Regions from separate parts of the Anser cygnoides genome. Here all the other regions are linked to region 3. Evidence: chromatin contacts called from public Hi-C data. All regions are on one chromosome and are shown on one strand. Each heading gives the region's core, a stretch centred on a gene start, on an enhancer-like site or on the middle of the called end of the contact. The rest is flanking DNA. Distances are from core to core; before and after follow the strand shown. Region 1 holds the start of AHCY (adenosylhomocysteinase). Region 2 holds the start of TTPAL (alpha tocopherol transfer protein like). Region 3 holds the start of YWHAB (tyrosine 3-monooxygenase/tryptophan 5-monooxygenase activation protein beta).

Region 1 (2,738 bases), core at 28-2,527, 150 kb before region 3:
GCATACAGGTATACAGTATACACAGTATACAGACTCCAGCCTCACCTACAAGATCAAGGGCCAAATGGCTAACACCCAGGTGCTCTACCCCTCAGCATCATTCAGTGCCAAAAGGCCCTGACACTTTTTTTTTTTTTTAAATCTCTTCCAGAGATTTCAGGAGCTTACTGTTTCATTACAAACATGGTCAGCTATATTTCATTCAGCTACCTAGTGAAAATGGGCCCTGGAGAGCACTCAGGAACACCAAGCCAGAGTGCCCAGGTTCATACTGACAAGCTAATTGCATTTTATCCCAGAATGAAGCCCAGGGCCCACTGAAGCTCCAGGGCCTGGCCATTACAGCAACCAGGTCTGAAAAAGCCTAGGAAATGGATGGGCATTGAAATGATGATGACAGGGGTGGGCAGGGACTTTCTTTAATCTCACCCATCTTAAAAGCTCAGCAGTCTTACCAGGGGCTGCTAAAAGAATCTCCTGGAGTATTTCAGGTTTGTAGCTCTCACATTCTTTCCTCCAAGGCAAATTGTTTTTATGAACTAGAACCTTATGGGCTAGTGTTTCTGGTCTTAATCTTCAAAGACCACAAAACTCTTTAGAAAAATGAGTGGGTTTTTTTTTTGTTTGCGTTGGTTATCGTTGTTGCCATTTACATGAAGGTTCAAGATTACAAACCTACCCACTAAAATCGTTGAGGGGTGAGTAAGATAGGCCCCAGATTTAAGGGCACTTTCCCTTCGCAGTGCCCGGCGCAGGGCTCCCGGAGGGGAGGCAAAGCTGGCGCAGGGCTGCGGGGGCCCCGGGGCAGGCGGGCAGCACGAGCACAGGCGGAAACCGCACTCGTGCTTCCCCGCACCGAGCCCCGGCGGTTCGGGAAGCCCGCTCAGCCCGCCCGAGGGCTCCCCAGCTCCTCCTCGCTGCCGTTTGGCCGCGCAGCCCCTTCCCGCAGCTCCCAGGGGCTTCCCAGGCTCCGATTCCGCCGGGCGCTCCCCGCCCGCGCCCCCCGGCAGCTGCCATCTTCCCCCGGCGGCCGCATCCAGCCGCAGCCCCCGGCCGGCGGAGCCCCGGCGCGGCCGCCTCCCGGAGCGTGGCGGCGCCGAGCCCGCGGGGCGCACTCACCCACTTTGTAGGGCAGCTTGTCCGACATGCTGCCGGGCACCGCGGCCGCCGGAAGAGGAGGCGGCGCCGGCCGCGGGCCCGCTTTAAGCAGAGGCGGCGCCGCCGTGTGTGTGCGCGGGGCGGGGCCGCACCGGCTCGCGTGAGCCGGGGAAGCGGCCCCGGGGGGGCTCTGCGGGCCCCCGGGGCAGTGGCGACCCCCCAGATCCGATGCCCGCCGGTAGTTGGAGCGGCCCGGCCCGGCCACCAGCCATCGCCAGGACCGGCCTTGGAGCGCCGCCGGCCCGGAGCAGGCCCCAGGCCCCAAAGCAGAGCTGGCCGCGGAGCCGCTGTGGGCGCAGAGCGGGCTGTGCTCCCCGGCCGGCTGGCCTGGGGCGTTCCCCACACAGTCACCTCCCTGGCCCTGCTGGCTGCACTATTCCTGATACAAGCCAGGATGTTGCTGGCCCTCCTGGCCACCTGGGCACACTGCTGGCTCATGTTGAGGCGAGCATCAATCAGCACCCCCAGATCCTTTTCCTCTGAACGGCTTTCGAGCCACTCTGCCCCAAGCCTGTAGTGCTGCATGGGGTTGTTGTGCCCCAAGTGCAAGACCTGACACTGAGCCATGTTGAACCTCATCCCATTGGCCTCTGCCCACCCTGTCCGGGTCCCTCTGCAGGGCCTTCCTACCTTCTGGCAGATCAACACTTCCCCCAACTTGGTGTCATCTGCAGTCGTAGTGAGGGTGCACTCAATTCCCTCATCCAAGTCATCAATAAAGATATTAAAGAGGATGGGCTCCAACACCAACCCCTGGGGAACACCACTGGTGACCAGCTGGATGTCACTCTGTTCACCACCACACTCGGGGCCTGGCCATCAAGCGAGTTTTTAACCCAGCACAGAGTGTACCTGTCCAAGCCATGGGCTGCCAGCTTCTCCAGGAGAATACTATGGAAGAGTGTGTCAAAGGCCTTGCTGAAGTCTAGGCAGACTACGTCAACAGCCTTTCCCTCATCCACCAGGCGGGTCACCTGGTCATGGAAAGAGATGAGGTTGGTCAGGCAGGATTTGCCTTTCATGAACCCATGCTGACTGGGCCTGATTCCCTGGTGGTTCTACATACATTGCATGACTGCACTGAAGATGACCTGTTCCATCACCCTTTCTGGTACCGAGGTCAGGCTGACAGGCCTGTAGTTCCCTGGGTCCTCCTTATGACCCTTCTTATAGACAGGCGTCACGTTAGCAAGCCTCCACCATGACCACTAATAGATGATGGAGAGCGGCCCAGCAATCACGTCCTTCAGCAAACTCCCTCAGCACCCTTGGGTGGATCCTATCTGGCCTCATGGACTTGTGACAGTCCAGGTGGAGCAGCAGGTCTCAACTGTTTCCACCTGAACTGTGCGGAGGTTCTTCTGCTCCCCGTCCCAGACTTGCAGGTCGGGAGGCTGAGTACCCCGAGGATAAGTGGTCTGGCTGGTAAAGACAGATGCAAAGAAGGCATTAAGAACCTCAGCCTTTTGCTTATCCTTAGTGGTGATGTTCCCCACTGTGTCCAGTAAATCACAGAGATTCTCTTTGGCCCTCCTCTTGCCATTAATATATTTATAAAAACATTTTTTGTTATCCTGCAG
Region 2 (2,700 bases), core at 11-2,510, 190 kb after region 3:
GCACACCATATCTCGGAGTGCCTGCACGTCACGGAGCCTCCATTCAGGTTTCTCTTGGAGCTCTTCGCGGGCTTTGGTAATGAGATCAGGAGACAGCGAGCAAACATACTTGGGCCGATCCGGCAAGAATTCATTGTCGGATGGAGACCCTGCTGATGGACTTGTCCTTGTGCAGTCGCTGTCTCCTGACATGATGTGGCAGGAATCTGTCAAAAAACAAGCTTACAAGTGACAAACAGTCCCATGGACTACTATTCAATATTTACATACTTCTTACGTCCCGCATCCCTCCATTTCCCTGCCAAAGAGTCAATCCTTGCAAGAACCAGCACTACCGCCAGAACAGCCCAGCCATTCTAATTCTCTTCCTGGGATTAGAAAGTGCAGGTCCTCTAATCTCTTTATCCTGCATAGCAGGTACAAAACAACCTAGCCAAATCCAAAAAGAATTAATACAAGAACTACGCAGCTCCACTGCAAAACACAGAATTTAATTTGCCTTAACGTGTATTTCCTACATCCAACTGGAAACTGAAGCAAAGCGAACGTGTCCTGGTTAGGCAGGATTGCTGGATTCTGTACCAAAAAACAGTCAAATTACACTCTTCTGAGAAGCTCTCCCAGGCAGACCCAGCCAGGACATTGTGTGAGCTTCTCTGGCAAAACCCCCCATCGGCTGGGCATCCGCGCACAGGACTGGGCGGCACAGCAGCACCCCAAGAGCACGCAGGTCGGGGCACAGGCTCGGCCTGCAGCGGACAGGCGAGAGAACCGCTCGCGGGTGTCACCCAGCGCCGCGGGGACACCGAGGCAGGCCGCTGCTCATCCTCACTTCGGTTCCCAGACCCAGCAGCGAGCTGCGTGCCAAACAGCACGGCCACGAGCCCGGCCGGCCTCCCGCAGCCTCACCTGGGGCCGGGAGGGGACGACAAGAGGGGACAACAAGCCGTGTTCCCTCCCACCCCCGAGCTGCTCCTGCTCACAGCGCTGCGACACGGGGACCGGCCGCGGGGCTGCCAGCCTCCAGCCTCCCCGGGGAGGACCTGGCCTCCGCTGCCCGTGCTCCTGCGGCCCCTCCATCCCTCCCTCCATGCCTCCATCCCTCTCGGCCCCAAACCCACCGGCCCGGCCGTACCGGAGCGGCCCCGCTCGGCAGCGCCGTCTCCAGGCAGCGGCGCCCCGGAACCAAAGCGGCCGCCAGGAAGCGCCGTGCCCGGCCCGGCCCCGCTCGGAGCCCGGAGAGCCGGGAGCGGGCCCCCCCGTGTGGCCGCGGGGATGGGAGCGGGGCCGGGCCGGCTCCTGTGTGGGGTCAGGGAGCTGCAGGAGGGCTGAGGTGGGAAGGGGCCTCCAGGGATCTTCTGGTCCGGCCCCTGCCGCAGCAGGGTCACCCAGAGCGTGTCACACAGGAGCAGGGTCGCATCCTGTCAGGTTTTGAGTGTCCCCAGAGGAGGAGGCTCCACAACCCCTCTGGGCAGACCTGTTCCAGTGCTCTGTCACCCAAACTGTAAAGTTCTTCCTGACACGGTGATGAAACCTCCTGTGGTTCAATTTATACCCATTACCCCTTGTCCTATCACAGAGAAGAGTTTGGCCCCCTCCTCTTTACATGGTCCCCTCAGGTATTTATAGAGGTTGGTGAGATCCCCTCTCAATCTCCCCTTCCCTAGGCTAAACAGGCCCAGCTCACTTAGGCTGTCCGTGTAAGACAGATGCTCCAATCCCTTAATCATCTTCGTGACTCTGTGCTGGACCCTCTCTAGAAGCTCTCTGTCCGTCCTGTACTGGGGAGCCCAGAACTGCACACCACGTTCCAGCTGTGGCCCCACCAGAGCTGCGTAGCGGGGAGGCCGCCTCTCAACCTGCTGTCTGCTCCCCCCTGCAGCAGCCATTGCTCGCGAGGGGCTGGGGGGGTCCCGCAGCAGTGTCCAGGCAAGTGGAGCCAGCTCCCGGGGCGGGGAACTGGGCCAAAATGGGGATTTTAGTGTGGACGGAGAGAAACAGCACTAACGGAGATCTGGCTTTGTGTTTTGAGAGGGCAGAAAACCTAGGAGTGCAGACTGCGGGGCATGAAATGTGGTGTACTACTACTAATGGCCCCACCCCAGCCTTGCTGCATTAAAAAGGGTCCAGCAGGGAGGGCTAGTGAGGGTGTAGGGAAAGAGGGGCTCACGTTTAACCCCACTGATCCATGGACAGAGGGAGATGGTGTAAGGGGCTCAGCACCCACTGGGCTCTGTGCCCCACCTGGAGGGTCCCTGGGGGGCAGTGGGCGCTGCTCCTGGCTTGGGCTGCAGCCTGTGCTTGCAGCCAGGAGAGGGAGTCGAGGATAGTTGGACAAAGAGTGGGAATCCCAGGAGCCCTCGGTGGGAAGCCAGGCCCTTCGGTCGCATCTGAGATTCCGCCCTGATTTACTCCTCTTCGAGGATTCACCCTTCCAAAATTGAAAAGATTGTAATGACACCGTGCCAGGCAAGAGATACACCAGTGCGTCAGCAAATTTAATATGCTGCAGGTGTTTACCTGCAGGAAGACATTTCAAGGGAAGGGAAACACACTGATTTTACCCAATGCCAGCGTTCCAGTCCAGCGCTATTTTGCGTCCAGCCAGCTCGGAGCTGGGTGCAGCTGGGCAAGCTGTTGTCCTGTGCTGGGATGCTCTCTGTGAATTAAGCCTGCTTGTGATGTTATTTTGTGCCCTTT
Region 3 (2,769 bases), core at 39-2,538:
AGCGTTCCAACCACTGATGGTGCAAAACCTCCCAAAGGTTCTCAAATTCATTTTTTAATGTAGGGGTTTATTTTTTTACAATGCTGCACAACATGCAGTTTGTTTTTCTACTACCATAAAAGTTGTTTTAACTGTTAACACAGAATTTAAGCAATCAATTTATACTGTAATGGTTGCATTAGACATATTTTTGCTCCCATGTATTAACAGAGTGACTGTATCCCCCTGAAATGTGCTCATCCCAATTAACATCCAGTTATACATACCTTAAATAAAGCCTAGGGTTGTTAGCTCTGGGTTACTGCCCAGCCTTCTAATACGTTGGGAGTGGCTTGAAGCAGCCGTCTTTCCCTTTGCAGTCCTCCCTAAACTCATCCCTATTCCCAAATGGACACGAGGAGTTAAAATTGGAAAATATCGTTATTTAGTTTCCTTCTAAAGCATTCTGTAATCACCTCTGTTCGTACGTGAGCGTGCTCACACGACCTGCCATAGAAACAGCACCACCCCGGGGGGGCTGAATGGGCCTGATGGGTGGGTCGCCCCCGATTTTGGGAAAACCGCGAGAAGGGCCCCGCGGCGGAGCCTGGGCAGGCTTCAGTAAGGCAGGAGCCGTCGGGAGGAGGAAGACGGCTCGGAATCGTTCCTCGGTGGAGGCCGGCTCCCTCCCCTCACCGCAGCACGGCAGAGCCGAGCCGAGCACTCCAACGCCCGGCGGGAGAGGGCGCAGGGCAGGCCGGGGCTGGGGCTCCACACAGGTGTGCGCGGCCGGCCTCGCCCCGCGGGCGGCTCAGGCGGGCGGGGCCGGGCCGTGCCGTGCCGGCCGCTGGGGAGGAGGAGGCGGCGGCGGCCGCCCCGCCCGGGCCCCGCAGCGGCAGGGGCGGCAGGGGCACACCGTTACACGCCCCCCCCCCCACCGCTGCGGGGCACGGCCCGATGGAGGGGGGGGGGGGGGGGGGGGGGGGGCGCACAAAAAGCGGCCCGGAGCCGCCCCGCACCCCCCGGGGCCCTCCCGCCGCGGCCTGCAGCGGCCTCTCCCGCCCGGCCCCGGCCTCCCGCGGGCCCGCAGCGGCGTTGCTCGCCCCGAGGGGCGCTGCGGGGGGCGGAGCGGGGGGCGCCCGGGGAGCCTCACCTGGCGGGGGCGGCGGCACCGCGGCCTGGATCCCGGCGGGCGAAGCGGCGGGAGCGCACGCACGCACGCACACACACACACCCTGCGGCGCTGCGGGCCCGCTTCCGGCCCCGAGGCCACGCCCCTTCCGGCGCCGGGGGGCGGGAGTTGCGGGAAGAGCCGCCTCCCCATTGGGCAGCCGCCGCCGGGCGCCAGCCGGCTCTCGGTTGCTATAGCAACAGGGGGGGATGGTGGGGAGGGGAGGGGCTGTTGGCGCGCGCCCGCGCGCGGGGAGGGGAGCGGGGGGGGGGGCGCGTGCTCGTGCGCGTGCCCGCGGGGTGGCGGCGGCGCGCAGAGGGGGGTGGGGGCGGGGCGCCCGCCCTGAGGGAGCGGGGCGGGAAATGGCGGGCGCTGGGGGCGGTGGGCCGGCGGGATCCGGGTGGCCTCCTCGGTGCTGGCCTCCCCGCGGTTCAGACTGCACGGTTTCAGTCACCAACAAAACCAAAACCCCACCGAAACCCAAGAAAATAAACAAGATCCTTATCTGCTGGCTGAGTGTTGTGCAATTAGGGTGTTTTGTGTAATGAGTGGCATTTACTGAGGGGTGGAGAGGGGGCGTTTTGGGGGGCCTGAGGGAAAGCCTAGCTTGGTTTCCATGAAGAATATGAGGAAAATCACTCACTTCTACAATGCCTGTAATCCCGTGGGACACAAAATGACGTGACCTCCCTGAGTCACAAGTTTGTAGCAGCACCGCCTGTCAAAGCTTTGTTACTGGGGCTGAAAAGCAAAAATCCTTTCAATTACAGGATGCTGGCATCCAATTTTCTCCCTCAGATAAAATCCCATTCCTGTCAAAGCTGCTGTCAGACCTGTCGGCAATGGGAGGACTTCTGCAGTTTCCTGCTTTGCCTCAGTCCAAAGGTCAATGACTTTGGAAAGTCAGGAGGAAAATCACTCGGTGCCCATGCTTTATCTTCAGCCACGAGCACTGATTCAGCTGGAGCAGTTATTACCATCTTTCTCTTGTTTCTCCTCCCAGGACCAAGCTTTCTTTTCCCCTGCTCTTCTCAACAGGCCTCATCTCCTTGGTTTGCACCCTGGGCTGCTCCCAGCACTCTTGCTGAGCTATGGAGGTGCTGGGAGAGCTGGGAGAAGAGCTCCAAAACTTTGTGAAATGACAGCCGTTATCTCGGGGACACATTTGGTCCATGAACATGCTCAACGTGTCCCCAAAACAAGCATATCTCAGAGGAACATGACCATCGTACCCGGCCCTGGCAGCTCATCATGTGGATATGCTCCAGGATCCTGCTATAGAACAAGAGACAGCCGACAGGGAGCCACTGCAGTAGAGGAGAGGATCATGGCGTGAACTGAGAGCTTTCGTTCAGAAATACAATCTTGATAAATTACTCAGTTTTTGTAATTATTTTTTTCTGTCATTTTATTTTGGAAGCAGTAGATCTCAGCTGATGTAGCTACCGGAAGCAAACAGGCGATGGCACTACATGATCGTGGTCCCTGCAGTGTAGGAATCCCTGGTTTCCCAGCAGTCTGTCACAGAATAAAAAATTCTCAAAATACTCAAAATATAATTGTGATCTACTAAGTATAGTTTATTTCTTGATTCTTCTGTTACTCCTTTTTCTCTGTCT

The links. Hi-C and Micro-C count contacts between places; a contact is called where the count stands out from the background.
Region 1: a contact with region 3 is called in a Hi-C map of liver, with 4 times the contacts expected there. The contact joins the promoter of AHCY here to the promoter of YWHAB in region 3. A contact is called at or near these places in 2 of 7 Hi-C or Micro-C datasets (both in liver).
Region 2: a contact with region 3 is called in a Hi-C map of granulosa cells, with 1.9 times the contacts expected there. The contact joins the promoter of TTPAL here to the promoter of YWHAB in region 3. A contact is called at or near these places in 2 of 7 Hi-C or Micro-C datasets (granulosa cells and liver).

Annotation. Positions count from the first base shown.
Region 1 is chr16:10,707,656-10,710,393 of Taihu_goose_T2T_genome, reverse strand. It overlaps AHCY (adenosylhomocysteinase), which reads right to left and starts at 1,277. Exons shown (of 10, transcript XM_013189264.3): 1 at 1,120-1,277. The coding sequence starts at 1,147.
Region 2 is chr16:10,370,684-10,373,383 of Taihu_goose_T2T_genome, reverse strand. It overlaps TTPAL (alpha tocopherol transfer protein like), which reads right to left and starts at 1,260. Exons shown (of 6, transcript XM_066978377.1): 1 at 1,136-1,260; 2 at 1-206. The coding sequence starts at 192.
Region 3 is chr16:10,561,548-10,564,316 of Taihu_goose_T2T_genome, reverse strand. YWHAB (tyrosine 3-monooxygenase/tryptophan 5-monooxygenase activation protein beta) reads right to left here and starts at 1,288. Exons shown (of 6, transcript XM_066978574.1): 1 at 1,133-1,288.